Regions from separate parts of the Ovis aries genome. Here region 2 is linked to region 1. The links are chromatin contacts, called in public Hi-C maps. All regions are on one chromosome and are shown on one strand. The core of a region is the stretch at or near the end of the contact, and the rest is flanking DNA. Distances in the headings are between cores, read along the strand shown. Region 1 holds the start of ESPN (espin). Region 2 overlaps ACOT7 (acyl-CoA thioesterase 7).

Evidence for each region. A called contact is a pair of places that touch in the nucleus more often than the background predicts.
Region 2: a contact with region 1 is called in a Hi-C map of hypothalamus, with 2.9 times the contacts expected there. The contact joins the enhancer-like site here to the promoter of ESPN in region 1. A contact is called at or near these places in 4 of 16 Hi-C or Micro-C datasets (hypothalamus, liver, muscle and 1 more).

What each region holds. Positions count from the first base shown.
Region 1 is chr12:46,290,552-46,297,496 of ARS-UI_Ramb_v3.0, reverse strand. ESPN (espin) reads left to right here and starts at 3,411. Exons shown (of 14, transcript XM_042257331.1): 1 at 3,411-3,874. The coding sequence starts at 3,581.
Region 2 is chr12:46,362,663-46,370,345 of ARS-UI_Ramb_v3.0, reverse strand. The region is part of intron 1 of ACOT7 (acyl-CoA thioesterase 7); the gene reads right to left. Among named protein-coding and RNA genes, the nearest start is that of TRNAE-UUC, 27 kb to the right of the region's middle. Within about 2 kb of position 3,050, at least 31 of the 54 cell types and tissues checked have an H3K27ac peak or open chromatin away from gene starts, as enhancers often do. A contact at or near this core is called in hypothalamus and liver, where this site is marked.

The sequences.
Region 1 (6,945 bases), core at 2,162-4,661:
CCAGCAGAAGAATCTCCAGGTGGGGGAGGGAGCCCCTAAACTGATATCTGGAGGGACACTGGAGGGACTGATATCTGGGGGACACTGGAGGTGCTCTGGGCGGAGGGAACTTTAGGGGCAGAAGGAAGAAGGAAGGGCACAGGAGCATCTGCCTCTGAGCTTTGCCCCTTACTATTTGTGTCACCTCGAGCAAGATAAAATAAAAAGCAAAACCAGGACTTCCCTGGTGGTCCAGTGGATGAGAATCCATCTGCCAACACAGGGGATATGGGTTCGATCCCTGGTCTGGGAAGACCCTGCATGCCATGGAGCAGGCAGGCCCGTGTGCCACGTCCACTGAAGCCCATGATCCTAAAGCCTGTGCTCTGCAACCAGAGAAGCCATGGCAATGAGAAGCCAGTGCACCACAATTGGAGAAAGTCTGTGTGCCGCAACAAAGACCCGCTGCAGCCAAATATAAATTTAAAAATTATAATTAAGTTAAAATCCAAAACAATAAGCAAAACAAAAAGAACCTCCATGTGCCTCAGTTTTCTCAGCTGTAAAATGGGCGTAGTGTTGTGCCTCTCTCATAGCATCCCTGTGGGATTAAATATGCATATGAAGCTTGGCATGATGCCTGATAAGTGTTAGGTCTTCCAAAAATGTGTTCTTACTGGTTATGGGCTCTCTAGGGATGCTTGGGAGGATCCAGTGGACACAGTGCAGCCCAGAAAGGACAGAGAAGGCCTGTATCTCAGCTTGACTTTGAGTGGCATCCTCAGAAAGGAGTCTGAGAAGATGGTCAGCAAGGATGGGTGCTCACAGGTGACTCCTATGGAGGAGTCCTTATGGGCAGTGGGAGGGACAGCTCTTCTGCCTTGACCAGTGCCATAACAGCAGCACATCACTGTGATCTGATCCCCAGAATGACAAAACCATGTGATAAATGAGAGTATCCAGGAATGGGGGGCCACTTGGAAGGAAGGATAAGAATTGCAGGGATTTTTTTTTTAATGGAGAAAGCACAGGGAGGGACCTTCAAGATAAGCTATTTTACAGGCTTCACTGGTGATCTAGTCGTTAAGACTCTGTGTTCTCAATGCAGGGGGCATGAGTTCGTTTCCTGGTTGGGGAAGATCCTGCATGCCGTGTGATGTACACCCCCCAGAAAAGAGAAGCCACTTTAGTTCTTTGTCCTGAAAGTACCCCTAACACTCAGGGTACACTTGCCACTGTGTAGGCTATAGGAGGGCTGCTCTAGCAGGCACCAAGTGCCAACTGAATTGCTGACGCTGCCAGCCTAAGGCTCCTCCCTCCCCTGGTCTGAAAACCACTGGGTAAGGGTCCTAGACCCCAGCAGTCACAGGTCCCATGGGGGAGTGAGGTGGGTCTGGTGTGGTGGTAGTGGCTAGAAACCCATATGGCCACTGAGGCCCAGAAGATCCAGTTCAGGAGGGTACCATGTGGCACAGATGGTAAAGAATCCACCTGCAAGGCAAGAGACCTGGGTTTGATCCCTGGGTTGGGAATATGCCCCCGAAGAGGGCATGGAAACACACTCCAGTATTCTTGCCTGGAGAGTCCCCATGGACAGAGGAGCCTGGTGCGCTATAGTCCATGGATCGCAAAGAGTTGGACAGGACTGAGAGACTAAGCTCATGACACTCAAAGTCCACTGCATGTGGCGCCACCTAGTGGTAGCCCCAGGTAATTGCACACCTACTGTTCATTAAAAAGCAGACATTACTTTGTCGACAAAGGTCTGTCGAGTCAAAGCTATGGCTTTTCCAGTAGTCATGTACAGATGTGAGTTGGACCATAAAGAAAACTGAGCACCGAAGAACTGATGCTTTTGAACTGTGGTGTTGGAGAAGACTCTTGAGAATCCCTTGGACTGCAAAGAGATCCAACCAGTCCATTTTGAAGGAAATCAGTCCTGAATATTCATTAGGAGGACTGATGCTGAAGCTGAAGCTCCAATACTTTGGCCACCTGATGAGAAGAACTGACTCACTGGAAAAGATCCTGATGCTGGGAAAGATTGAAGGCAGTAGGAGAAAGGGACAACTGAGGATGAGATGGTTAGATGGCATCATCAACTCAATGGACATGAGTTTGAGCAAGCTTTGGGAGTTGGTGATGGACAGGGAAGCCTGGCGTGGTGCAATCCATGGGGTCACAAAGAGTTGACCACAACTGAGCAACTAAAACACACACATACACACACCTCTTCCTGGAGGCCCCTCACTCTAGGCATTTCCAGCACCATCCTGTGCCTGTCCCACTAGCCATTGGGTAAAACAGCCCCTGGCAGAGCACTCACAGGGCTCCAGTGGGGAGGTGGTGAGGAAGGGTCAGTCCCATCGGGAGGAAGGACACTGGATGTTTCAAGGCCGCCGGGTGTGCTGACTGAGTTCTCACAGCTACACAGCCCCGTCTTCCAGCAGTTCTTTCTCCTGTTCAGCCCGCAGGGCCTCCCTCCAGCTCCCACGAAGGGCTTCTGGCCAAGCAGGCAGGCAGATTGGCGTACCTGTGCTCTCCTGGCCCACTGCCCTCCCAGAGCCATCCTGCACCCTTGCAGAGGAGTCCCAGGCCTGCTCCCCGGGTGACTGCTCTGGAGTGCCTCCCCTGTGCCGGCCCCCTCCCTCTCCCCAGCCCTTGCAGCCTGCTTCTCTGTCTCTCTTTATTTGGCAGCCTCAGGGCCCCAAGCTCACAGTTGACTCCCCCACCCCAGAGGGTAGCTCTGGGCGCTCTCTGAGCCCAGGGTCTCTGAGCCCAGGGTCTCTAGGACTGGAAACCAGAGTACACCAGGCCTTCATCTTTTTCCCCTTCTTTCTCACCCTTCCTTGGGAAATCTGAAATCTGAGGACAGTTATCAGGGTCTGGGGGACCCAGAAAGGCTGAGGACCCAGCACCCGTGCCACCCTCCAAGGCATAGACCCAGAACTCCTTAAGGACTTTTTAGGCCGGTTCCTGGTGAATGGCCCTTGCTCCCCAAGTCTCTCAGGCCTGGGGCTTTCCTCTGTGCGCCTTCGAATAAAGCCCAGCCCACCGCCCCTTCCCAGATGGCCCTTCCCCGCCTGCCCACGTGGCCTCCACAACTCACTCCCTAGCTCCCCGTTTTCCTTTTCTGATCACACGGTCACTGTTTGCTGGCTTGTGTCCCCAGCGCCTCCATCTGGCACGGGATTGATAAATGAGTTCGTCTGGACGCTCTGGACGGCTCTCGAATTCGAGCCCAGTCTGATCACCCTCTGGGTTCTCCGTTCTGACCGGAGGTATAATAAATTAGGAGAGAAGTCCCTGGGCGCACCGCCCCTGTGGCCGCAGTCCGGCGCTCGGAGCGGAGGCGGAGTCGGGGGCGGGGCGGGGCGGGGGCGGGGGCAGGCCCGAGCCTTAAGCCGGGCGCCGCGGGTGCCCCGTGCCCCAGAGCGCGGCGGAGGCCGAGCTGAGCCGGCGAGGCAACGCGGGACAGAGGCCGGGCCGGCAGCCGCTCCGCCTCCCGACCCGCAGGCCCAGACGGCCCGGCCGCCGGCTCTCCCTGTATGGCGCCTCGAGGGACGCTCTGAGCCCAGGTCGCGGCGCCGCAGGCGGCACCATGGCCCTGGAGCAGGCGCTGCAGGCGGCGCGCCAGGGCGACCTGGACGTGCTGCGGTCCCTGCACGCCGCCCGCCTGCTGCAGCCCTCGCTGCGCGACCCGCTGGACGCGCTGCCGGTGCACCACGCTGCCCGCGCCGGCAAGTTGCACTGTCTGCGCTTCCTGGTGGAGGAGGCCGGTCTGCCCGCTGCGGCCCGCGCGCGCAACGGCGCCACGCCGGCCCACGACGCCGCCGCCACTGGTCACCTCGCCTGCCTGCAGTGGCTGCTCTCGCAGGGAGGCTGCGGAGTGCATGTGAGTTTGCGCCGCTCACTGGGCCCCCGAGGGGGCTTCCTCCCCAGGAAGGAGTTCTGGCTTGGAGCCCTCGTGGCTCAAGAATGGATGGTTTGGGGCACCGCGGAGCCAAACCTGATTTGGAGTTCCCTCCAAAGGACTTGGGGCAGGGTGGGCTCCTGGGTTGAGAGTACCCGAGCAGATGCTCTGGCAAGCGCTGGCCACCACCTAGAAGATTACCAGGTGATAAACCAGAATGGAGTTGGGCTCAACCAGGATAGCATTTAAGGGTGAGGGTGTGGGAAACGCACTGATCCAGGGAGTCCTGGAGAGTGGGCGGGGGGAACAAAGGGCCTGGAGTCAGAAGCCCATGTCCCTCAGGATCAGGTCTGGGAAGGGTGGTGCACAAAATCTTGCAGCCTACCTCTGGTTGAGTTGCATGTTTCCCTAAGGAGTGGGGGAGTTGGTAAATGGGGTCCTTCCCACGATCTGAGCGGATCCCAGGACATCAGCACCTTCCCACTTCCCAGATTCTTCAGCTTAGCCTGAGTCTTCCTGCCCTGAGACCCCACCTGGTCTCACTCAGTGGCCGCAGGGCTGGTATTAGCCAGTCTGGCCTCTCCTGAGTGGGACGTAAAGGAGGCAGCTCAGGTCTGGTGTGTAGCTTTCCTGCTCAGTCCTGCCAGAAACAAGAGCATCCAGCAGGGTCTAGGCCTGGGGTCCAGGTGTGCTCCTGATCCCCTGGAACTGCCAGTCCATCAGGACACTGAACAGCAAACACACAGGTTAGAGAGTAAGCCAGGTACCACCAGGTACTGCTAGGCCATGTGGGGGGAGCATCAGGGAGCTGCTTGGGCAAGGTGGCCAGAGAAGGCCCCTCCGAGGGGTGACCTCAGAAGGAACTTTTGGCTGATGGGGAAGAAGTGGCCAGGTGATGACCTGAGAATTCCGAGCACAAGGAGCAGGAAGTACAAAGCCCTGAGGGGGACACATTCTGTCCTGTGACGGGGACAGCAAAGAGGTGAGCATGTCTGAAGTGGGATGAGGCAGGGAGGAGCCAGCAGGGCCAGGTCCTGTAGGATTGTAGGCTGGGTTCAGAATTTGCAGGATCCTATGATTGTGGGGGAAAGCCAAGGATGGAGGGACAGAACTCATTTTCCTCTTAGCAAGAGACCACTGTGTTAACTGGCTGTAGTAGAGGAGGCAGGGGTACTCTGAGCTGACCGGCTGTGCCGTAGGGATAGCCAGGCCCCATTTCCCCCACCTTTTAGCCTCAGGATGGCAAGGCCCCCCATCCCACCCTTCCTGGAAGATGACCAGGCCCCTTATCTCCCGGCCAGCTCTGCTATCAGGAGTTCCTGGCGTGTGGCGCCTCCCCACCCTTTTGGGAGGTGGCACGCCTCCCCGATTCCGGTGTCCAGCTTTGACCGGAAGCCTCCCCAGCCACTGGAAAGGAGGTAGAGGAGCAGGTGGCCTTGTGCCCAGCTTATCAAGTCCCCCGCCCTCTAGCCCCAGCCAGCTTGGGTGCTGGGGGCGGAAGTGTGTATGTACGGGAGGATGACCTCGATCCTGGGCCCTGCTCAGCCTGGGGAGATAAGCAGCTTTAGGGTGCAGGCCACAGCACGTGAGGCTTCTGGGGCCTCTGGAGCTGTTGAGATCTTGGGGACAGGTCACAGGCCTGTGATCCTCTCCTTCCTGGGGCCTCCCTCTCCACCCCCACCCAGAGGCCCAGAGCCATCAGGATCCCCTGGACCCTCAGGCCCACTGTCCCCAGGCCCGATGGGAAGGAGGGTTTTTCTCAAGAGCTGGAGTGCAGGGCATATTTCACTGTGGGCCTGTCCAGGTCACTGCTAGCCAGTTTTGTCCGCTGGGCTCAGGAAGTGTGTTAGTTATTCAGTTGCCTCTGACTCTTTGCAACCCCGTGGTTGCATGCACTGTAGCCCTCCAGGCTCCTCTGTCCGTGGGATTCTCCAGACAAGAATACTAGAGTGGGTTGCTATTTCCTTCTCGAGGGGATCTTCCCCTCCCAGGGATCAAACCCAGGTCTCCTGCATTGCAGGCAGAGTGTTAGTACTGTTTGAGCCATGAGGGAAGCTGCTGGGCTCAGGAGGACAGACTAAACCAGTCTTCTGGTCCTCCTCGGGCATTCTGCACACAGGCCTCTCAGCATCGTCCTCTGCCTCCTGTGGGCTGTTTCTCTGCCTCCCCTTCCTCTGCCTGTGTTCTAGCCCATCAGCCAGTCTGTTTGTCCCCAACCCCACAGTCTGACTGTGACCTCCCCACCGTGCCCCTGGGCCCTGTTCCCTTGCCCCCTCACTTCCTGCATTTCTTAGAGGCTTCCCTTGGTGGCTCAGATAGTAAAAATTTCTGCCTGAAGTATAGGAGACCTGGGTTCGATCCCTGGGTCAGGAAGATCCCCTGGAGAAGGGACTAACAACCCACTCCAGTATTCTTACCTGTAGAATCCCATGAACAGAGGGACCTGGCGGGCTACAGTCCATGGGGTTGCAAAGAGTTGGACACAACTAAAACAACCAACACTTCTTCACTTGGAGGAGCCTCAGCAGTTCTCCTGTAACTGAGATGCACCTTCTTTAAGCTCAGGGTCTCTCCAGTTCCCGCAGCCTCAGCCACACCTGTTCCCACAGTGCCTGCCTCCACCCTGCCCCACCCCACTCCCCTTGCCCCTGCCGGGCTCCCTGCCTACCTCTCCAGCATCCCACGTGCTTGGGTGCTGGGAGCTCGTTCTGTTCCAGACCCAGTGCCCACTCTCCAAAACTCCGAGCCTCTGAGTCCAGACTCCTGGGTTCTCCGTGTTTCCCCGCCTTGGCCTGCAGGTCACATACCGCCTCCCACGACAGACACACACACCTGGATGTTCACAGAAGATGCTATCAGCACTCCTGGGCCCAGGGCATTGGCCTGTCTCCTTTGGAGTGCCTGGGAGGGGATCTTGTTCAAGCCCTTCCCCGGGGCTGCCTCTAGCCCACACCTACCACCACTGGCTAACTGCCTGGGTCCTGCCCACCAGTAGCCAGAGGCTTCCTCCTCCACAGGGACACAGTCTGTTCCCTGGGGGCTGGGAACAGGGA
Region 2 (7,683 bases), core at 1,801-4,300, 73 kb before region 1:
CCCCCACGCTCACCGTGGCATTATTTACAGTAGTCAAAACATGAAACAACCGACCTGCCCACTCACAGACAGATGAAGCAGATGAAGAAGATGTGGCATGTGTGATTACAGAGCCTCTTGACGAAGGTGAAAGAAGAGCGAAAAAGCTGGCTTAAAACTCAACATTCAAAAAACTGAAATCATGGCATCCAGTCCCATCATTTCATGGCAAATAGATGGGGGGAAATGGAGACAATACAGACTTTATTTTCTTGGGTTCTAAGATCACTGTAGATGGCGAAATTAAAACACGCTCGGTCCTTGGAAGAAAAGTTATGACAAACCTAGACAGCTTATTAAAAAGCAGAGACATTACTTTGCCAACAAATGTCTGTCTAGTCAAAGCTATGGTTTTTCTAGTAGTCATGTATGGATGTGAGAGCTGAACTATAAAGAAAGCTGAGCGCCAAAGAATTGATGCTTCTGAACTGTGGTGTTGGAAAAGACTCTTGAGAGTCCCTTGAACTGCAAGGAGATCCAACCAGTCCATCCTAAAGGAAATCAGTCCTGAATATTCATTGGAAGGACTGATGCTGAAGCTGAAGTTCCAATACTTTGGTCACCTGATGCAAAGAATTGACTCATTTGAAAAGACCCTGGTGCTGGGAAATATTGAAGGCGGGAGAAGGGAACGACAGAAGATGAGATGGTTGGATGGCATCACTAACTCCATGGACATGAGTGTGAGCAAACTCTGGGAGCTGGTGATGGACAGGGAGGCCTGGTGTGCTGCAGTCCATGGGGTCACAAAGAGTCGGACACAACTGAGCGACTGAACTGAACTGAAGGGTATGTTTTTCCTTAAACTGTGTACTAATGATTATATAACATCAATGTGTCTTGCTCGAGGACTTGTTTCTTCTTAACAGGAACCCATTCCTTCTGGCTAACCTTGTTAAGATGTATGTTGCGTGAGTGGGTCTTGTAAGACCTTTACAACCTTGAGGCATTCTTCGGATCTACTGTTAGTAACCAATTGATAAAGTATATAAAGTCTTGCTAAGACTAGTGGGGGGAGCACTCTTCTGCCCCCTTCTGGTGTCTGTGTCAGAAGATTTCTCTATCCCTTTTTACTTTAATAATACTTTTGCCACATGAAGCTCTTGAGTGACGGAAGCCGCGTCTATGGTCCCAAAGCGAAATTTTCTCCTTCAAAGATCATGAATCCGACACCATCACCATAAGCTACCACTAGAAAAGGCAAAACTATGGAGACAATTTTAAAAAGTCCATGTTTGGACTTGCCAGTGGTTAAATTCATGCGCCAACGCAGGGGTGTGTGCTTAGTCACTCAGTAGTGTCCAACTCTTTGCGACCCCATGGGCTATAGCCCACCAGGCTTCTCTGTCCATGAGGATTCTCCAGGCAAAAGTGGGTTGCCATGCCCACCTCCAGGGGATCTTCCCAACTCAGGGACTGAACCCAGGTCTCCCACATTGCAGGCGGATTCTTTACCATCTGAGCCACTGGGGAAGCCCAAGAATACTGGAGTGCATAGCCATTCCCTTCTCCCTGGGATCCTCCTGACCCAGGAGTCAAACTGGGGTGTCCTGCATTACAGGCGGATTCTTTACCAGCTGAGCTACCAGGAAAGCCCCCAGTGCAGGGGAGGTGAGTTCGATCCCTGGCCTGGGAAGATTCCACATGCCATCAGGGCAAGTAAGCCCCTGTGCCACAACTACTGAAGCCTGAGAGCCCTAGAGCCTGTGCTCCACGACAAGAGAAGTCAGTGCAGTGAGAAGCCCGTGCACCGCAACTAGAGAAAGCCTCCCACAGATCTCCAAAGGACTGAAGACCCAGTGCAGCCAAAAAGAAAAAAGAAAAGGTCAGTGTTGGGATTTCCCTGGTGGTCCAGTGGCTAAGACTCCTGAGTTCCCAATGCAGGGGGCCTGAGTTCTATCCCACATGCCACAACTAAAAGATTCCACATGTTGTAACTAAGGCCTGGCAAATAAATAAACACTTAAAAAAAAAAAACCAAGGTCAGTGTTTGCCAGAGGTTGGGGTGGGGGTGGGATAAGAAGACAGAGCAGAGGATTTTTAGGGCAGTGAAAATACTCTGCATGATTCTGGAATGGTGGACATATCACTACCCATTTGTCCACAGCATGTACAACTACTAGAGTGAACCGCAACGTAAACTGCAGACTGCGGTACGACACAGAGTCGTCACTGTGGGTTCATCGGCTGCGACAGATGCACCTCTCTGCTGGGCTACTGATAAAGGCCGAGGCTGTGCATGCGGGGCAGAGGACATGCGGGAGCCTCTGAGCTTGACTCTCCGTTTTGCTGTGAAACTAAAGCTGCTCTGAGGACTTCCCTGGCGTCCACGGGTTCAGACTGCTTCCACTGTGGGGAACTAGGCTCCAGCAAAAACAAAAACTGCTCAAAAAGTAACCTCTAATAAAAAATGTTATAGAACATATTTTTAATGTTTTGAGTTTTAAAAATTCCCACTTATACTACTAAGCTCTTTTTTTTTGTTAAAGTTTAAGAGGTAGGCAATTCAAATAACAAAACAACCACAACAAACTCTTTCCTTGGCATTTGTTTTCAACTTAGTAAAGACCTCTACCCACAGGCCCAAGGGCCAGGCAGGGGTCCAGACAGGGCAGGACTGAAACAATTCTACACCACGCAGATTGCGTCTGGGGAGCCTGACTTATTTCTGCCTGTTTGTAAAGTGGGGCTGTGAACGCCTGGCTGGCTCAGGGCCAAGAAGAGCAAACAGAGGGCCCCAAGGCCAAGGAGGAAGTGCTCACATCCGGGAGGGCTTGAGGAGGGAGGGACCGGGGAGGAGGCACCTCCGACACGGGACAGAGCCTGGAGCCACCCTGCGACACTGGGGGTCCGGATGGACCCCACAGCACCAACATCCCACTAACTCCGGAGGGGCCCCAGGGTACTGAGCTCCAGGCCCACCCCCACCTCCTTGTCCTAGTCACCCCGGGTCCTGCCCAAGGACTGTCCTAGCGCCCCCAAGCCAGCTGGCACCCACACGGTGCAGATGCAAACCTTCCCCAGGGACCTGATCCTGCCTCTGCTCTGCAGTTGTGCAAACAAGGAGGGCCAGAGCCCAGGTCTGGCAGCCCCTCCCTGGGGCCCCAAATCAGATGCCTCTCCCAGGGCGTCACCATGATTCCATCCCAGCCTCCACCCCAACGCCAGGGCTATGGTTCCGCACCTGCCCACCCTCCCTCTGTCCCCTCCTTCCTCCAAAGAGCTCTGGAGCTGCTGGGCAGGGTCTTCCTCAACTCACTTCCCCCTGAATGCCCGCAATGCGTGTCACCTCCAGGCAGGCAGGAGTGGGAGCAACCAGGGCAGCCAGGGGAACGTGTGGCCCCTTGGTGGCACTCCCGCTTTCCCATTTTTAGCAAAGACACAGAGATGAAAAGTGTTTCACTTTCCTCTTTTCTATCAGAAAAGAAACAAAGACAGCCCAGTGGAGCATGCACGATGCCACACGGCACTGCCCACTGGTCTCTGGTCAGGGAGGTGAAGGGGCGGTACTGGGTGGTACTGGCCCTCACAGTTGGCCAGCTGCATCCTTGCAGGGGTTCGAGTTGAGGATACCAAAGCTCTGAGTTTTCTAGAGAAGCCGGCAATCCAGAGTTTAATGTGAAATCTCTTGAAATTTGACTGGCAGCACCCAACTGAAATGGCCACCACACAGGCCAGCTCAGGAGGGCAGAGCAGGTGGTGGGCCTGACCCCATCCTGGAGGGACTCTGTGTGCCCCATTCTCTCTCCCACCTCTCTCTGCCCCTCTGCCCATGCCAACCTGCAACTCCCTCAATCCTTGAACCCCAGAAGCTCCAGGGAAAAGTAGACAGTTGGCCCAGGGAGCCCTTCCCGTGACCCCATCCCCCACGTCCTCTCAGCTGGCCAGTGGCAGGGACACTGCCTCTTGTGACCAGAGATCCTGCACCCCAAGATCCTCTCCACCATCTTCCTCTCTCCCTGCACTCCCAGCAGTGGCATCTGGAATGTTACCACCCTGTCACGCACCACCTCTCCCCCTCCATTCCAGCTACTCCTGCCCCAAACCACAGGATGAGTTGGCCAGGGCTGGGCCCACGGCTAACCAAAGCAAGCACCGCCTCCTCCCTGCTAACCTCTGAAGCAGACACTAAGCTAATGACAAGAGCAGGGAGGAAGCCACACACACCTGGGTCATAGAGTCACTTTCAGATGGTGCAACCACCCCCCACTGGGGCATCAGGAAAACTTCAGAGGAAGTGACACTTGGGTCAAGTCCTGGAGAGGGAGCAGGTGAGCCAGGGACAGAGGGTGGGGCATGAGGGATGCTCCAAGGAGAGGTGGTATCTCAGAAGACCCCAGAGATGGGAGAGCTCAGCAGGTACAGAAACAGACAGTGGTCCCCCAAAGCCGGCCAGTGACCCCTGGGGGGAGAGAATGGGAGTGAAGGACGAGCTGGAGAATGGAGCCAGGAGCTTGTCACACAGGCCTGGGACTGAGACAGAGCCTGGACTTGTCCTAGGGGCAGGGTGGCCTTGGGAGACCCTGAGTCAGGGCTGGTGTGTGAGAAGTCACCCGGGGGCTGTGGATGGAGGGGCTTCTCTGCCTACATCTTGCCTCCCAGCCTGAGCCCACCATTCACCCTGCTGCCCCAAGAGTCAGTCTTCCTAAGCAGGAGTCCACGGCCCTGCCAGACCCAGCAGGGCCCCTCCTATGGGAGAAAAATTCAACTCCCGGGACTTCCCTGCCGGTCCAGTGGTTGAGACTCCATGCTTCCACTGCAGGGGGCATGGATTCGATCCCTGATCAGGGAACTAAGATCCGGCATGGCACGTGGGGCAACCAGGAAAAAAAAAGATTCAACTCCCTAGCAAGGCCTCTGAAGCCCTCAGGGGTCTGGAACTTTCCTCGCCTAACTCCCACTGCCTCTTGGAGCTCTAGGCTGCACCTGCCCAGGCCAGTACTGCTGGCTGGGCCCACCTGGACCTTCCCTCCACCTCGCCTGCACCAGCCTGTCCCAGCAACATGCCACCTCTGCCCCATGAAGAAAGGCGACTCGTGGACAAATGGGGAGCCTAAGTAGACACCAAATTCCGGAGGGCAACCAGCTTTATCATCATCCACCCAAACTCCAGATACATGGGCTGCTCTAAGCCAGACGTCCCACCAAGAGGAATTCACCCTACAGATGTTTCCACACATGACCAAACCAAGCGTGTTCAAGGTTACTCACTGAAAAGCTGTTTTATGTGCAAAAGCGGGCCGTGCCCTAATTCCGCCAATAAGGGGCTAGTTAGATTAAGTTACACCTACATGACAGGTAAGAGGGAGGAAGGGTCTCGGAGAAGCCTCGTTAGATGAGAAAAGGCTCAGAATGATGGGAGACGGGTTACCGTACCTGCAGGCCCGGTGGAGACCACCCTTGGGGGGAGGCCCGGGAAACCAGAAGCTTCCACGGCCCCTGAGAGGAGAACCAGCGATTGGAGGAAAGTCACAGTGACACCTCTGTGCCTTCTGAATTTAAAACCATGTCAAAGGACTTCCCTGGTGGTCCAGTTGATAAAACTCTGCTCCCAATGCGGGGAGCACGGGTTCGATCCTAGGTCGGGGAGCACAGATCCCGCAAGCCCCACGAAACCATGTCAACCATGTCAAATATTAATAAATCCACAGTCTTTAAAATGTACTCAAATGAAGTAAGCCAGAAAGAAAAACACCAATACAGTATACTAACACATATATATGGAATTTAGGAAGATGGCAATGACGACCCTGCATGCAAGACAGGCAAAAAGACACAGATGTGTATAACGGACTTTTGGACTCAGAGGGAGAGGGAGAGGGTGGGATGATTTGGGAGAATGGGAATTCTAACATGTATACTATCATGTAAGAACTGAATCGCCAGTTCATGTCTGACGTAGGGTGCAGCCTGCTTGGGGCTGGTGCATGGGGATGACCCAGAGAGATGTTGTGGGGAGGGAGGTGGGAGGGGGGGTCATGTTTGGGAACGCATGTAAGAATTAAAGATTTTAAAATTTAAAAAATTAAAAAAATAAAATATTTAAAATAAATAAATAAATAATAAAATAAAATGTACTCAAAGCACAGCTGAAACAAAGGTGCTGAGCAAAGCCTTCTCTGAACTCACCACAGCAAGGCTACCATCTCTGCTGGTTCCTATGGGCGGGAGAAAGGCAGGGGAACAGAGTGGGAGAGGCTGTTCCAGGAACGGACTGCAGGCAAGGGACAATGGGGAGGCCAGAGGAGCCACCCTGCTCCCCACACGTCTGTGTGTCCTGAGGGCAGGCCCTGTGCTTCTGCTCCTCCAGGTCCCCCGAGGCCAGGCCAGGCCCCACCCGACCCGGAGCCTCTGGACGGGGTTGAACTGTGTCCCCTGACACAATTCAGATCAGCTAAAGCCTGACCCTGGAACCTGTGACTGTGATCTGATTTGGAACCAAGGTGTTTGCAAATGTGGTCAAGTTAAGGTGAGGTTATTATCAGGGCTGTGTTCCCATAACTGGTATCCTTAGAGGAAGGTGGAGGTCTGGACACACGAGGGGAAAAGGCCACACGACACAGAGGCAGAGCCTGGAGTGACGCTGTGACAAGACACACAGGCACTGCCTGCAGCCTGGATGCTGGACAAGGAAAGAAAGGCCCTTTCCCCTAGAGCCTTCAGAGGGAGCATGGCCCTGCCGACCTGTGGTGTGGGGCTTGCGGCCTCCAGATGTGAAAGCATATGCATTTCTGTGTTTTAAGGCACCCAGGCGTGGTCATGTGTTACAATGACGCCAAGAAACCAAGACAGCATGTGGCCTGAGGCCCCTGCCCGAGTGACCTGAGCACTCCCCCAGAAGGCAGCAGGGAGCGGCCGGGCTGAGTCCCCACAGCCTGCAGCCAAGCTCAGGTCCTGCTCTCCAGTCCAGCCAGCCCAGGCCAGGCCCCCAGCAGCCTTGGTGGCAGCTCCACTGATGACTGCCCCCTGCCCACCCTACCCACAGCCCTCCAGCATGAGGCCAACATCTCCAACTCTGATAGGAAAATGTCAGTGCTAAAATGGAACACTTCCACGTGAGTTCCGGGGAACTGGGGGAGGCGGGGCAAGGGGGTTGTTTCCTTTACCCAACGGTGAAAGCAGAACTGCCTAAAGGAGAAGGTGGCAGTGACAAGTCCAACCAATTTCCAGGACACGTGAAGTCCTCTGTGGGGTTTCCACCAGCACCCAAACACGGGCAGAACCACTGGGCTTGCTGCCAGGGTCCAGGCGGGTTTCCACAGGGCAGCCAGCTCTAAGCATGCCTCACGGCTTGTGCCAGAAGCTCCCCAGACCTGTCCCTTCTGAATGAGGTTCAACCCAGAGAAGCAAAAGCAGGTCAGGACAGTGACTTTTGGACAGAGTGCCACCCCTGCCTTGGAGCTACAGGTGGCAGTTGAAAAGGTGCCCGTGGCGGGGGCATCCATAAAGCAGGATCTGAACCGGAGTCTGAAGGCAAGCCAGGAAGGAGACTGGCGGGGCGGGGGCTGCCACTGCTGGTGAGAAAGGAGCTCCGGGCTCATCTGGGGGCACACACCTGCCAGGAGGACCACATGGGTTGGGGGCACGTGGGCTGGTTCACACCTGGCAGCCTCCACCATGAGGCCCTGAAAGCCAGAGTCAGGC